2 separate regions of the Rattus norvegicus genome follow, and region 1 is linked to region 2. Evidence: chromatin contacts called from public Hi-C data. All regions are on one chromosome and are shown on one strand. Each heading gives the region's core, a stretch centred on a gene start, on an enhancer-like site or on the middle of the called end of the contact. The rest is flanking DNA. Distances are from core to core; before and after follow the strand shown. Region 1 overlaps Jazf1 (JAZF zinc finger 1). Region 2 has its middle 14 kb from the start of Hoxa13.

Region 1 (7,417 bases), core at 2,224-4,723, 580 kb before region 2:
AGCCACCCGAGTTCACATTCACCGCACTCACAAGAAGCGGAGTATAGCTCAGTATATGTTGCCTCTTACAGCATCCCAAGCATTCCAAAATGAAGTTCCCAGCACTGGCAAGAGAAAAAAGGAGACTGAGGCGAGGAGGGTCCCCTGGCTTGCTGGCTGCCAGCCTGTCGCTGAGTTCAGGGAGAGACACTGTCTCAAGGGAATGAGGTGGCAGTGACAGGACACCTGAGATGTGCTCTGGTGGGAGTTTCTGTTCTGATGGGTGTTGAAGTCCACATTTAGCTTCAACTTACTTGGTCTAGGTATGTTTAGCCCTGTAGTTTCTGGTCCAAGGGGCTCTGGGGTTGAATTGCACACCTTACTCTCCAAATTTAATCACAGAAAAGCTCAACCATTTGCCCAAGTTCTTTTAAAGAAAATGTCAACGATGTTTTTAGAGAATAAATTGGCAACATGTTAGAGAAGTGTATCTGGCCACCTCGGATGGCAGCAGTAAAGAGGTTTTTAGTGTGTGCTCTGGCATTTGTCGTTAAGTAGCGTACTTGCTTTGTAGTTAGCCGCCGTCCCAAGGGATGATGTTGTTTCTGACCTAGGCAATTCTGAGGTTATGCTTAGAGGGGAGCTCATCGCTGCTGTGGGAAGTGGGCACCAATGCAGCAGTTTGCAGAGGTTGGCCCAGAAGTGTAGCCACTACATTATTGAATTCATGGAAATGAGAAGCTTTGAATGGTGCCGTGTTTTTAAGATACCTTGGGATGACAGTGAAGTGAAAGAGCATTAACTGCCTTCTTGCCTGCTTCAGTGACAGCATGACATGGCTGTCTAAATACTCATTTGAAAGCACCCCTTTCCTGCCCTCCTGAAGGAAGGTAGTCTGGGCAAATGAACATGTGTGCCTGGGAGCAAATCCTGTTCTCCTAAACTTCTGTGCGAGTCTAAAACTGTCTCTAGCTATGTTCTTGATATAAAGAGAAAGTGTCTATGGCATTTCTGAAATACTTGCCTGACACACAAGGTCTGAAGTTGGCTGCAGACATGTGGGCAGAGTGCGGCCCAAGGCCTATCCTGCCACAACAGAGCCTTTCTGAAGAGGTGAGAGTGGTGGTCAGCCCCACTACTGTCCACCCCACCCAGCAAAAAGGAGGCAAAAATAGTTTACTGTGACCATTGGTGACTTGTAAGTGAATTTTGGATGACACTTCTCCCCAAAATGATCCATTTCTTTCTGCTTCTTCCATTGACCAGGGACTTGCCCATCCCTGCCAGACACGTTACCTTTTATACCTTCCTTGATCTCAGTGCTGAAAACTGGTGCAGGGTTTTCACTGTCGAACCCTAGCCACTGAATCCTGTGACTGTGGCATTAACTTCCTTCCCCGAGCTGAGGATATGCACATATACTAGGCTTAATCCTCATCACCTGTCCCCTGCCCAGGCTGCCAGCAAGCATTGAGGGGCAGCAGGCAGCAGTGGGGGAGGATCATAAATGTGGCGGCAGTGGCGCCAAGCCTGAGCTGTGTTGCCATTCCTCAGCAGCCCACATGTGCTGGGAAGCCGCCATTCCTTCCTGGCAGCCTCAGCCTCCCAGTGGGAGATAAGCTGAGCTAGGGCCTAGTCTGGCAGCCAGATTCCAGCCTGAACAGACAGCATGGGGCTGACTTGGGATGACTGGCATGGGTATGCTGAGCACACCACAGCCAGCAGCTGTCCCCTTCTAACCAGGGCTGTTGACAGGTCCTGCTGAGAGCCCTTGCTCCTGAATTTAACAAATCTGGAGGCTCGACATTTTCATTTTGGGATTTCATTTGGAAGCATCATTTTATTAGAACCAAAATCTCCAATCCATTCTCCTGAAGACATACTGATCTTGTCTATCACACGGAGAATCCTCTGGGTGAAATTGTTGCCAGTCCCCAGGATCCCAGTAAAACTGCAACCTTGCCCTCAGACCCCTGCCTCCTTGGTATCCCTGTAGTCTCTCAAGAAAGTCTGTTAAATGACCACAACACCATGAAAGGATAGTTCAACACAGACTTCTTCGGTCTCATTGTGGACTGCCTGGGTAAGAAACCCTGTGAGATGTCTACCCACCTCTGTGAGTTGGCAAAAGTATGGGTTTTTTCATGATTCAAGAGATTTATAAATGGCCCTACACTGTATAACTTTACTAAAGGGAATATTTGGGCTAATGCTCCACCTTGCAAGTGAATGCTTTTGGCTCATTGACAGAGTGCTTTCTTAGTGTGCCTGAGGCCTAAAGTTCAGTCCCCAGTACTGAAAGGAAAAAAAAATCAATGCTCTTAGCTGTTAAGAAAAATAACTCAGTTCCTTTTAATACTTGTGCTGACTTAAAAATATTTTGAAAGACATGTCTTCAGAGAGGTTCTCAGACTAGCCGTGGTGGCACCCACCTGTAATCCCAGCAGTCTGGAAGGCCTTTAGTTCAAGACCACCTGGGCTATAGTTACAGCAAGAGCTGGAATAAGAAAATAAACAAAAAGGTTATTGATTGTTTGCTGAGAAGCAAGCAGACTCCCCCACAGTGTGGCCTGGGGAATGTCCATTGCTCCAACAGAACCTAGGCCTTCTTCCGTTTCCTTGTCTCTAGATGCTTCCTCATTTTTATCTCTTTAAAGGGGGTTCTTCTGATTTATGTGCGTGTATATAGGTGAGTGTTGTGGCAGATGTGTGCTGGTGCCTCAGAATCCAGAAGGCTTCAGATCCCCTGGAGCTGGAGTTACAGGCAGTTGTGAACTCAGGTCCTCCTCGAGAGCAGTGAATTCTCTCAAACCCAAAGACATCCCTCCAGCCCCAGCGCCATTTTTATCTTTTCAAGTAGCTTTCTTTTGGCAATATTTTATATCAATTCCATCTAAAATGTTTTAAATCAATATAAAACGCCCTGTAAAGATTCATGCTAAGTTCCCTAAAACACTTTAGAAATTCCCTATATTTTCCTAAATTGTCACTTCATTAGAATGAGAACTCAGCTGAGGAAGTCTCAAATGCGCCCTCACAGTTGATTTCTCTTTCTTCTTCTCCCTAACCTGCCCTCCTAAGCCGGGCGGTATGAGTGATAATTTCTGAGTGATCACTCAGAGCCTGTATTCTTCCAGACCTTAAGAACAGTTAGGATGTTGACAATGAAAACAATCAGTTGAAGACAGAAATTTGCGTCCTGAACAAGCCAATAAAGGAGTTTTTCCTAAGATTGGGGGGGGGGGGTGGTGGATAACCAGTGTCTGGCTGCCCTTAGGAAATAGCCTTCCAGTGAGGTCTGACTCAGTTTTGATCATCTTCCCCTCCACTGCTATTGAATGAAAAGCCACGCTGGCAAGAGGCTGCCAGGCTTGTGACCTGCAGAGGGCGCTAGAATACCGTATTTTCTGAGCCAGTCCTTCCAGAAATAAGGAACTGGGAAACTGTCGAAGGGGGAAGGGGGAAGCCTAAAGCTTCTTAATGCTTCCAGCAGTCACACTGCTTGCAGTCTGGTAAACAGGCTGGGAATTGTGGGCAAGGCCTTTCGCTGCGCTTTGCACTAGTGTAGATCAGAGGACTCTGTCCGGACTCATTACTTTCATAGCCTGGAGCTAGTTCACACAGCAGCAGGAGTCCACCGAAGGGCTTTTAATTAATGAAATTGAAACTGGCGCTTAGAACTGTGGATTAGGAGTAGTCAGGTTTTTTTTGTTTTTTAAGTATTTCAAGTAATTTATAAAGCACTTACATAAATAGAAAGCTTTAAATGCTGATATTCCATAAAAAGTAAATAAAAATATTTTTATGCATTAAGACTTAATTAAGTGGCATGATTTCATGTCACAGATTTAAAACAGGGCAGGTGAGACCTGCCAACATTACTACAGCTGCGTTTTACATGAGGAAAGTAATTAAAATGGTTGTTTATGTCTTTTTCCACTTACAGGTATTTAGACTGCTCTGTATTACACCATATATTTTCCCAGCCATCGTATTATGGCAGTATATCTTAGCAGGCGATACCTTTGTTGTTTGTGGAAAGGTGAGGAGACATTTGTCAGACAAAACAGCTGTGTGTGCCACTGAGGCTGACAAGGACTTCTTCCTGCCAGAGGGGCCTTTTGTCTGTTCACATGCACCTCTTTTTCCCCTCTGAATAAAATTCAATTAATTTTCACAAGAACAGTTTTCCCTTCTATTGTCAGGAAGAAAAACAGAAGGCAAAAACATACTGATCATCTGGACCTCACCCTGTGTGAATGAGTCCTGTTTGAAGCTGCTCTGTTTCTCTTGTTCAGCTAGGAATGTGCTAACCTTACATCAGAGGACCCACCTGTGTGAAGTCGAGTGGCAGTTAGCAATGGGAATAGTGTCCTGACTTCCCACATCAGAGCTAGCCTTCAGTTCTCTGGATAGAACACAGACAGATCTATCACTGTGTACTTATTTACTGCCGTTATTTATGTTAACAGTCACAATGACATTATTACTTGATGAAGTTTTAACGACGTTCATAATTTTGTGCCCCAAGAGGCATCAGTTACCAAGTGAGGCTGAAATCTCAAAATCAAGCTGAGGTCCCAGCACTCTAAAACATTGAGTGTAATGTATAGTACAAGCTTGGTGAGTCCCGGGTGGAGGACAGGGGCATTTGCCATTCCTCCAGCACAATGGGACTTCTTTTCAGGCTTTCAGTCACACCTGTGAGTTGTCCTCTTGCTCGGACTGTGTGAGCAGCAGTTGAGGATTCTGAGGTGCACACAGTTACAGAGGGTGGGGTAGGACAGCCTCCATAGTCATTTAGCAATCAATCACCTATAGGAACAAGGCGCAAATTCTCCTCTGTACCTCTTCCCTAATAGCAGTATAGCAGTTGAGCTATTTCAAGTTGCTTCTGCTTGAGTCAGTCAACAGTATCAACATAGATACAGTTGGACAGCCCGTCACCCTGATCTTCCTTGGTTGTTCGTTCCAGCTGTAGCCTCACCATGCCTGTGCCCTGAGCCTGCAGCCCAGCTCTGTGGCAACACTTTATCTACTAGAAAGCTGTTGTTTCATGGAGCACCCTCTATGCACGACAATGTGCCACTCAAGTGCTCGAAACATGATTGCCAGGCTTACTTTTCCACCTACTTTTGAAGAAATTGCATCACTGTTCATTTTTTTAATCATCACCAACTAGAGAATGAGAGAACTTATGTTTTTTATTCCTCACTGAAATTAGCTCCCTAAAATGTCCAACTTCCGTTCCCATTCATAACTCCCAGATCTGAAATATGCCCCCATGTTCAAAAATTGTAATTCTGCTAAATGTAATTTTAAGGCCTGCACCAGTGAGATAGTCTCCTCCCCTAGCATTGAAATTGCTCGCCCGTGTTTCAGCACCACCTCCTTCACTTACAAGCAGCGAGCAGCAGCCTGGAGTTAGCTCTGCAGCTTCAGAATTCCCAGCTCTCTATTTCTCTCTGAGAAAGAGCAGTCTGAGGCAGAGGGCTGGCCAGATGACTTTCCAGGGGCCATGTTTAGACTGTTCTCACTAATGAAACCTGAACCAGGCTCAAGCATTCCTTCTCAGCAATCTGTGCCATTCCTCAGAGCTCACAGCACTTCAGTACAAACCACCAAATTCCATTTTAAATTCCACTGGCTGTTTTCTGCTCCTGAAGTTATCACCACACCGCTGCGAGGCTCCGCTCCTTTAGTTATTGTGGAAAGCTACAATGAATAGGTTAGCGAGAGTCAGTTCATACAGAAACATGGGAATTTGCATTGTTGACAAGAACTGCCACAGCTCCTCTCCATGCCGGGCTGTGGCAAATGTGTCCTCAGACCCCCACCATGCTCTTCTTGCAGCCATGCATGCTGAGAACTATTGGGTTGGGTCAGTGACGCAGTCCACACACGACTGCACGTGGGCAGCTCCATTCCTTAGCCAGCACTCTTCGTAAGCTGCTGACTTCTTCCCTCCTTTGCTGATGATATTGTAGAGGTGCCCAGCACGTGACCTCTGCCCCCCAGAAGTCTCCTGATGCCCTTAGTGAAGGACCGCTAAAAACATAGGAAAGCAGAAGTGACCGAGTGCTGAATTCTGTGTCCTTCTTAGGTTGGAATCAGTGTTCACACAGAGGGAAGTCTCACTGGAGCACTGGGGAAAATAGTTCTTGATCCAGAAAGTAAGCAATTACTGGACTTTCTTGTTATGTAACGAAAAGTGAAGTAAAAAACCTGACCTTCAGACGCATTTGCCGATATTGCCGGAGCAAATAGTCCCTAGATCTCAATGACAAGCATTTGGTGACTGTTCTTTTTGAACCCCAGACCTCATTTGAAGATGTCCTACTCATTATAGCCACTCAAGAACCTTGTCTGTGCCTGCAGTGGTAGCACATGTCCTTAAACCCAGCACTTGGAAGGTAGAAGCAAACAGATCTCTGTGAGTTCAAGGCCAGGCTGGTCCACAGGGCTAGTTCTAGGACAGCCAAAGTTACACAGAGAAGCCCAGTCTCAAAAAACAAAAAACAAAAACCTAACCTAACCAAACCAATAAACAAAAAAACTAACAACAATAACAAAACTTTGCCAGTTAGACCCATGTTCTTTTTTTTTTTTTTTTTTTTTTTTTTGGTTCTTTTTTTTCGGAGCTGGGGACCGAACCCAGGGCCTTGCGCTTCCTAGGTAAGCGCTCTACCACTGAGCTAAATCCCCAGCCCCTAGACCCATGTTCTAAACCCATTCAGGAAGAATCACTGTTAGCATGTGTATGTCATTTTTCAAATCAAGCCATATCCCGAAACTAATCTCAAGGAGAATGAAGATGTGCTGATCTATCAGGTGCCGAGAAAATAGAGAGCAAGAAACATGGGCAGTAGCACCAGGGCCTGTCCCCACTGCCTGTGAAGTCTTAAGGAAGGGTAAAATGCTGGAATATCATTTTAGAGAAAAAAGCTTATACTCTGGCAGTCATGACCAAAAGGTCCTACTGTGTGGACATCCTAAAACAGCCTTCTCAGCTTCCAGTTCTGCTTAGAAGACACCTTTGGGCTTCCCACCAACGAGTGCCCAGTGTCTTAGTGAAATGTCTGCAACGAGCTGCTTTGTTAATTGCATTGCTAGTTTCCATCCTGAACTCTTCTGTCCTTGAATGCTCTGAAGGCCCTGTGTTCAGGCCCCAAATCTTGAATAATCTGAACTCATTGGTACCCACACCACTCTTTATCCAACGTTCTTCAGGTAATAAATCTGTATTGATGTAGTTGTTGTAGCTAATGCATCCTAGCTTTGAGCCAAAATTGCCTCCTTCCCCTTGCTTTGCTTGCCATGAGATGTGGGAGGTGCTGTCCTGTGGAGACAGAGTCTCAGGTCAGTGCTCACCTGTTGTGAAGACCTCCTTTGTCTGTACAAGTTGGGTTGTTTTGTTTTGTTTTGTTTTGGCTCGTTG
Region 2 (7,575 bases), core at 2,945-5,444:
AGCCTGATCTACATAGTGAGTTATGGGACAGTCAGGACCACACAAACACTGTGTCAAAAAAAAAATCAGCATTAGAGTAGGGTTAAGTATTTAGGAAGTTATGACGAACTCACTCTTTCCTGATAACAAGTGACTGCAGAGAGCCAACATGGGAGGTGCTTACCCAGAGTCAAGTCAGATGGCCTCTCAGAGCTGGAGCAAAAAGATGTTTGCAGAGCTATCAAATCTGCATGTGCATCACACCCAAGGATGCACAATGGGCTCACCACTCACTCATGCCCGACCGTTCAATACCATCGTCAAGCACGTCATACTCAAAATGGTAGGAAAAAGGGGCTGGACAAATGGCTCAGCGACTAAGAGCACTGACTGCTCTTCTAGAGGTCCTGAGTTCAATTCCCAGCAACTACACGGTGACTCACAACCATCTGTAACGGACATATATAAAATAAATCTCTATAAGTTACCATGGGCAAACTCACAAACACCTTTCTCCTAGATTCAGAACAAATGCAAAGGTTTAGATTATGTATCCAGGAAGCTATACGCTTATCCAAAGCCTGGAGGAAGGTATTGCAATAGATGTTCAAGATACCCCCAGGAAGGGTTTCAAGACTCTGAAAGGTCATCTGAAGCAAAGCATTCTACCTTCCCACCAGACGAGCTTGCCTCACAGAGGTCAGGACTGATGGTTCTCAACAGGAAGCAACTCTTGTTCCACAGTGGACACTTGACAATGTCTGAAGATACCTTTTGTCCTCACAACTGATGTTAGTAGGTAGAAGCTAGAGAATGCACAGATCAGCCCCCACAACAAGGAGGCCTAGGATGCACAGGCCAGCCTCTACAACACAGGAGGCCATCTGACCCAAGCTGTCAAGTGTCCAGGTTGAAAGCTCCTGGCCTAGCATGAATCCCACCACCTTGGAGAAACCATGCCTTCAAGACTCCTCGAGCTGAGAAGGAAAGGGCAGCTGGAGCCTCAGGAGGGGGCCTAAGAGCATCTTTTCTCAGTCCCAACTGAGAAATGGAGATGCCAACAGGCTGGGTCCTTCTTCACCTCTGCCTTCAGAGCACAAAGCCCTGGCATCTGAAGAGATTAAATAAAACCCATGATCCGCAGCCCCTCAGACTGCATAGCCCTGCCCCTCATATCCTATTTCCCTCCTGCACCACCACCCCCACCTCTGGAAGCACAGTTGGAGATTCAAATCTCAATCTTCACTGTCTGGCCCTCAAAAGCTTGGCCTGGTTTGCTTCCACTTCCAGGGACAAAGTCTTCTGGACCCTGTACTGCCTCTCTTTCAGATGACCCCAACTTTCTTCTTACATCAATTGTAAGTTTTCTTCCTCTTCTCCCTGTACCTCTCCTTCTCTTCCTAATTAAGCCACATCCAGGGTGTCGGGAGAGAGAGGAAGGGATTTTGAAGACTTCCGTACTGCAGGTTCTGGGAGCCTATAGCTTCGTGGGTTTTGTGAGGTGCCAACCACACTGTGATCATTAAAGCCCACAGTGGTCCTGGGGAAGAAGGAGTGGTTCTCTTGTTTCTGTTAACCTGGGAGCCAGCTACATCTTGTTTATCAGACTCGGTTTTAATTCAGCTTGGTCAGGTTCCAAGTGCAGAGGTAGAGATTAAAGGCAACGGGAGAATCCAATTAGCTGCCCAGTCTTCTCTAAGCCAAAAAACTCAGGTCACAAACCAGATCAAAGTGAAATGATTTCTCAACAGCTCTGTTCATTAAGGGGAGGGTAAGAGCTCACACTGCTAAGCTGGGATCATTACTGGGACTGGCATTTTAAATACAGTATCTCCCCCAAATTACATGTTTCAGAGGTCAGAGGGAGAAACCCAGATTATCTTACACGAAGTCCCTTGCTAATAGAAACCAGAAAGCCAAAGAGTGTAGGGCGCTAGGAAAGGATCTGAACAAAGCTCTAATATCCCTGGGCAGGAAAACCAAAATAGAGGCTGAAATGGGCCAGGAGTTTGTTCAGCTACACAATCCCTCCTCCAGGGATCTGAAGAATTGAGAAACCAAGGTCTTCCAGGTGGCCCGCTCACCAGTTTGTTAGAGTCCCTCAGAATTCGATCCACCTCTTCCTAGTCACTACAGCTGCAAGGGAAACTCCCCATTGCTCAGGCAGCCCAGTCAAGCCCAGCTTTTTTCTAGACCCCGGATGCAAGAAGAAACACTCTTCCCCACTCCTTACTCTAGGGTTCAGATCTCCATTCCTAACAACAGGAAGCCCTGGGCATAGATTTCTGGCTTCCCTGGTGTCTTATTGAATGGCTAAGGAACATGGGCGGATGGGAGCACAGAAGCCCTGCTCACACCCACTTCCCATAGAGAGGATCACATATTGGATTGCTGTGAGAGCATTGAGAAAAGTGTGAGTCTACAGGAGAAAGGGAGAGACAAAAGGAAAAGTACACTCGAAACAGCAGTAATAACCATGCTTTCCCTCAGTCCCCCCCCCCCCCCCCCCCGCCTTCCTCATGCTGTTCCTCTTTAACACAGCTCCTCATCTTGTGGTGACTCCCAAGTGTAAAATTATTTTCATTGCTACTTCATAACCGCAATTTTGTTACTGTTGTGAATCATAGTGTAAATATGTGTTTTCCTATGGTCTTAGGTGACCCCTATGAAAGGGTTGTTTGGTTCCAAAAAGGTCGAGACCTACAGGTTGAGAACAATGGAAAAGCACTCAGTTTTCTTTTTCAGTTGAGCTAGGAAATGTACTAAATTCTGCTTCACCTCACAGACCACTTCTAGAAGTGTCTCTAGAAGACTGCATATGTAGGGACCTTCAGGTTACAGGTTTGTAGAACACTTGGCGTGTCTCTAATTTAATTTTTCAGCCTGGAGGACAAAACTACTTCTTGGGTGTGAAATATGTACCATCAGCTCGATAAGTTTTACCACAACCTGTCTCAGCAGGCTGACTTCACTTGGAGCTGGGGTCTGACTTTTGTGAATGAAAAAACCGATAGAAAAAGAGGGAGAGGGGAGAGTTGGGGAGAGTGGTAGATGAGGAAAGGAGAAGTCTGCTTCCTCAGAAGTCTTGCTGTCCCCACTGTATCCATTTCATAACCAATGAATGTACCACCATCTCAGCCAGGTTTGGAGAAGTCCCAGAAACCCCATAATGCAAAGTTACTCAAAGCTTAGGGTTTCTCTGTTTCTTTAAGAATTGCAACCACTCACAAACTCTCTTTGAGACTAAAGTTCTTACCCTCAAAGGCAGATTGGAAGTGACATCTCAGAGACCTCCCCTAATTCTGAGAGCCCCCTACTCTAAGTCCACAAGAAACTGTACCTCAAAGGGATTCTGTTTGGTTCAGAGACAAATTAGGGCTTTTTGTTTTAGTTCTTTGTGTGCTCACTTCCCCACCCTGGGACTTCACCATCCCCTCAGGTCCTCTCACACCTTCCCAGGCTCCGTACCCTGAGGCATTGGCTGCTAGGAGCCGGGAAAAGGCCTACACTTCGCACAGATTTTTCTGCTTCCCTCACAACGCACGGCGCTCGGATCGTTTTATTTGTTTGTTTGTTTGTTTATAATTTGGTTTGAGCCGGCAGTAGTCTAAAACAGGTTTAAAAATCGGATCTTTTCTAAGAAAAAGAAAGAAAGAAAGAAAGAAGGAAAGAAAGAAAAGAAAGAAAGAAGAAAGAAAAGACATGGTGGTTGTTAGATGGTCGAGTTAAAAGGAGCACAAGAAACCCTCGGACTGGCTCCCGGGACCCAACCCTCCTGCTGAGGGACAGGACCCAGTTAGACTGAGCGATGCGGGGCGGGATTGGGACACCTAAACAAGAGGCAACTTTGTCTAGCCATTAAGCTGAGCGCCGCCCGGCACCCTCATAGCCGCCGCCTCGTTTTTTTGTTTTTTTTTTTTTTTTTTGGGGGGGGGGGCTAAAAACCCTGACTAAACTGAAAATTGGGGGCGCGGAGGGAAAGAACAAGCAACGACTTTTAAACGCACACCTCTGTTGCGCTAAAGCTGGCAGCCAGGCATGGCCTGCCAACCTCGGGCTGCGCACTTTCACACTGCAGGCCGGCCGCAGCCTGGAACCCGAGTGTTCACAACCGAAGTGAGGACCGCAGGGTGCGGGGCAGGTGCCACCACAGGACCTTACAAGGTTCCCTCCCGAGTCCTGGCCACTGGGAGGGTGGGAGGACCAGCCCGGGGTGAGGACGTGATGACCCGGGAATGGAGGCGGGGTTCCCCCCATCCCAGCTGTCCTCCTGGCCCTGTAGCACTCGGACCCAAAATAGCAAGTTCACCCCAGGTCAGCTTTGCTAGAGCTGACCCTGCACCCCAACCTAGCAAGACACTGTCTCACGCGAGCTAGGCCTCCTTCTAGATTGTCATCTCCATCTGGAGCGACATTAGAGACGGGTGAGCAGGGCCTTGAGAAAGTGAAGACTAAGTCGCTACAACCCCAAACTGCGGGAAGACGGTGACCTTGCCCAAGAGGGGCGGCTGGCCGCCTCCGAGGGCTTCCTGGCCACCGCCCGGTGCCGATGAGCCCCTCTGGCGAGGTCTTAGAGGACCAAGGCACCAGGGGCTGGCACAGCTTTTCTCTGCAAGGCGGCCTCTCTCTGGCGCCGCCCGGAAACTGACCTGCAACCCGACAGATAAGCACTTCGAACAATCCGGGAGAGGGAAGAAAACCAAAGCAAAACAAAACAAAAGCAGCCTTCTTGGGTAAACGTGGCTACTCCTTCTTCAAGTTTTCCTGACTTCTCGTAAAGGTGGCCTGGGCGTTTACAGTAAGGGTAGAATAAGTTTTGAGTCTGTAAGACATAACTGTCTCCAGACTTGCCTCTCCCGTGCCCCCAGCTCGAAGGTTTTTTCAACCAGCGAAAGCAGCTAATGCATTTGCACACATTAAACATCTTGAACGCATAATTACAGGCTGCAGACAGGCTGGACAATAAAATATCTCCCCTCGATATTTTTGGAAACCGTTTGCGACTGTGCCTGGAATAAATAACCACCTCTTTCTATGTCTTTGGCCGGCCTTTATTTCAGAATACCCCTCGCCACATTTCGGTGGTGCTTTTGGAAAAGTGGTGGGGTAGACAGTGGGGAAGCAGCTAGAGAATAAAGCAGGCAGGGTAAGGTCTGTCGGCTGCTCTGAGTGTAGACAGAGACCAGGAACTATACAAAGAAAATGTGTTCTGAGCCCTGTGGGCTTCCTTATTGGCTCTCTAGGCCTCAAGGCTCTGGGCACCAAACCCTCTCCACCATCTCTCTATCCAAAGGAAGACCAAGAAGACTGAAGGAACAGATCGCTGAATTCTTGCCTCAAAGGCACCGTGCAACCCAGTTTCTACGCTGAGCTTCGTACTTCCTGGGAAACCTACCAGAGGAGGAAGAGCAGGATGACGGCCTAGCAGCAAGCCTGAGAGGACGGAAGCTTAGGCAGTTATTTTCATCCAGAGGCCTGGGTCTCTCTAGCTTCCCTGGAGTCTTAGTAGCCTGGTCTGTAAAATGGAGCTGATTATAGTAACCTCAGGACCCACTTCACAGGTCGTTATGAGGAAGCACTTAATTTTTTTTTATTGCTGTGTAACTTACATATAGCCACGTATACAAATCTCAAATACCCAGCTGAGTGATTTTTATATATGTATACACTCGTGAACTACTACAGAGATCAAGGTTCCGAGTGGTGTTACTAGCTCCCAGAGGTTTCCGTGAAGAAGGGATTTTAACACTAACTTGAGTATGTGATGATCTTGTCTCCAACTCAGAGATTCAGAATCCTATTTTAGTATATGGGGTTTCTTGTGGGGTAAAGGACTACTAAGTAATTGATCGGGTAGGTGGCTCAGTAGTGAAGCACGTGTGTTGCATGCACTTGTATTTGATATCTAATGCTGAAAAAAATGTAAACCAAATTATGATGATGATGATAATGATGATGATGATGATGACGATGACAGGGTGTCACTATCTAGTCTTGATAAACCTAGGACTCCCTATGTAAATCAGGCTAGCATTGGACTCACTGAAATCTGTCTGCCTCTGCCTTTTGAGTTCTGGGATCAAAAGCATGCACCACTTCCGCACTAATATTTATTATTATCATAGCTATGGGGATCTCTGCTCTAGAGAAGCATTCAGGATCTTGCCTCTAAGTACTCAAGATTGGGGTGAAACATTGAAGATGAGGCTTACATTTGTTTTTGAGACAATGTGGTTTTTGCACTCATGGATAGGGTGCCTGTGCCCAGACCAGGAAGTGATCCCAGAGGGAAGAGTGATGCCTGTAAGACTAAGGCTCAAACCTTGAGACACCTCATTTCTGCTGAAATCCTTCCTGAACCCAAATATAGCTTGATAAGTGGAGACATTTTCCCCAAGAGGTTATTTGGCCCATTTTGTGAAGAGGTATAAATCCAACAGCTTACAAATTCAGCTCATTATAAATTTTCAACACACACACAGACACAGACACAGACACACACAGACACACACACAAAATGAAATCACTTCAACACTCTGACTCCAATTTTTCTCAGAACGAGTCACGGTTTGAGATGTACTTCAAGAGGTTTGTCCTGGCTTTGTGAGACAGTTCTTCCCTGACAGGTGTATTGGCATGGAAAGTTATGTTCATACTCAGTGTCTAAGACAGAAGAAGTTAACCGTGTGTGGCCCACAGAGTGGCAACTACAGCCTGAGTTCTAGGCCTTGATCTACTGTGAATGAGCTCGGTAACCTCCAGTATAATCAGCTCAGTTAACTTAACTGTCATTACCAGAGGACCCCCATTCTGCTTGCCTGGAAGCAGAACCATGCTGGGAGAAATAATCAAGGCATTGACCATGACTTTGGAACTTCAACCATTCTCTGAGGTGAGGGGAAATTGGTAATGGCTCTTGGAGTTTTTAACTATTCTGTCTTAGTAGCCATTAAAAAAAAAATCACTTCGGTCATTAGCCCACCCTGGGTGTTCACCTCCGATTCCATTTCCTTAGTCTACTTTGGAGCTCTATGGGGTGGCCCCACTTTTGTCCCGCCCAAGCCTATGCAGAGGCGAGAGGTGAGGATAGAAGCCTAGGGCTGTGCCCCCAGACCTTGGACCCTGCAGTATCCGCTAGGAGAAGTCACAGGAAACGCATTTACCACCTGGACGACCTTGACTGCAGCCGATTAAAGTTTAATCCGAGGTGTGTGCTCAGCCTTGCCATGTTATTTAAACACATCAAAGGTCATAAAAAGATTCCAAAGGCGTGAGCAGGGCGACTCGGACCGGCAGGGAGCCAGTATTTGATTCTAGTTGGCTTCCAGGCCTAGGAGAGTAGGGTAACAAAAGGGCCTGAAGACTCAAAGGAAAAGTTTTGCTTTCCTAGAGAAACTCCAGATTTCAAAACGTGGCAGGGGAAACCGAGTCTCACTCATGGGGACTAACAGTGCACTGTAAATCCGATTAACTTGGAAGACATCTAGTGGGGAGAGATCGCAACTGCAGTGACGTCCCCGGAGCATCCTCTGCTCCTGCAAACCCGGACTGCAGGCCTGCTGGACCACTGGGGTGCCTTGCTGCACCACTGGAGCC

What was found. Hi-C and Micro-C count contacts between places; a contact is called where the count stands out from the background.
Region 1: a Hi-C map of kidney shows a contact between it and region 2, with 5 times the contacts expected there. The contact joins two enhancer-like sites. A contact is called at or near these places in 4 of 12 Hi-C or Micro-C datasets (frontal cortex, kidney and psoas muscle).

The regions. Positions count from the first base shown.
Region 1 is chr4:83,280,392-83,287,808 of GRCr8, reverse strand. All of the region lies in intron 2 of Jazf1 (JAZF zinc finger 1), which reads left to right. Among named protein-coding and RNA genes, the nearest start is that of Tax1bp1, 130 kb to the right of the region's middle. Within about 2 kb of position 3,473, at least 10 of the 93 cell types and tissues checked have an H3K27ac peak or open chromatin away from gene starts, as enhancers often do.
Region 2 is chr4:82,701,525-82,709,099 of GRCr8, reverse strand. No RefSeq gene overlaps it. Among named protein-coding and RNA genes, the nearest start is that of Hoxa13, 14 kb to the right of the region's middle. Within about 2 kb of position 4,194, at least 2 of the 93 cell types and tissues checked have an H3K27ac peak or open chromatin away from gene starts, as enhancers often do.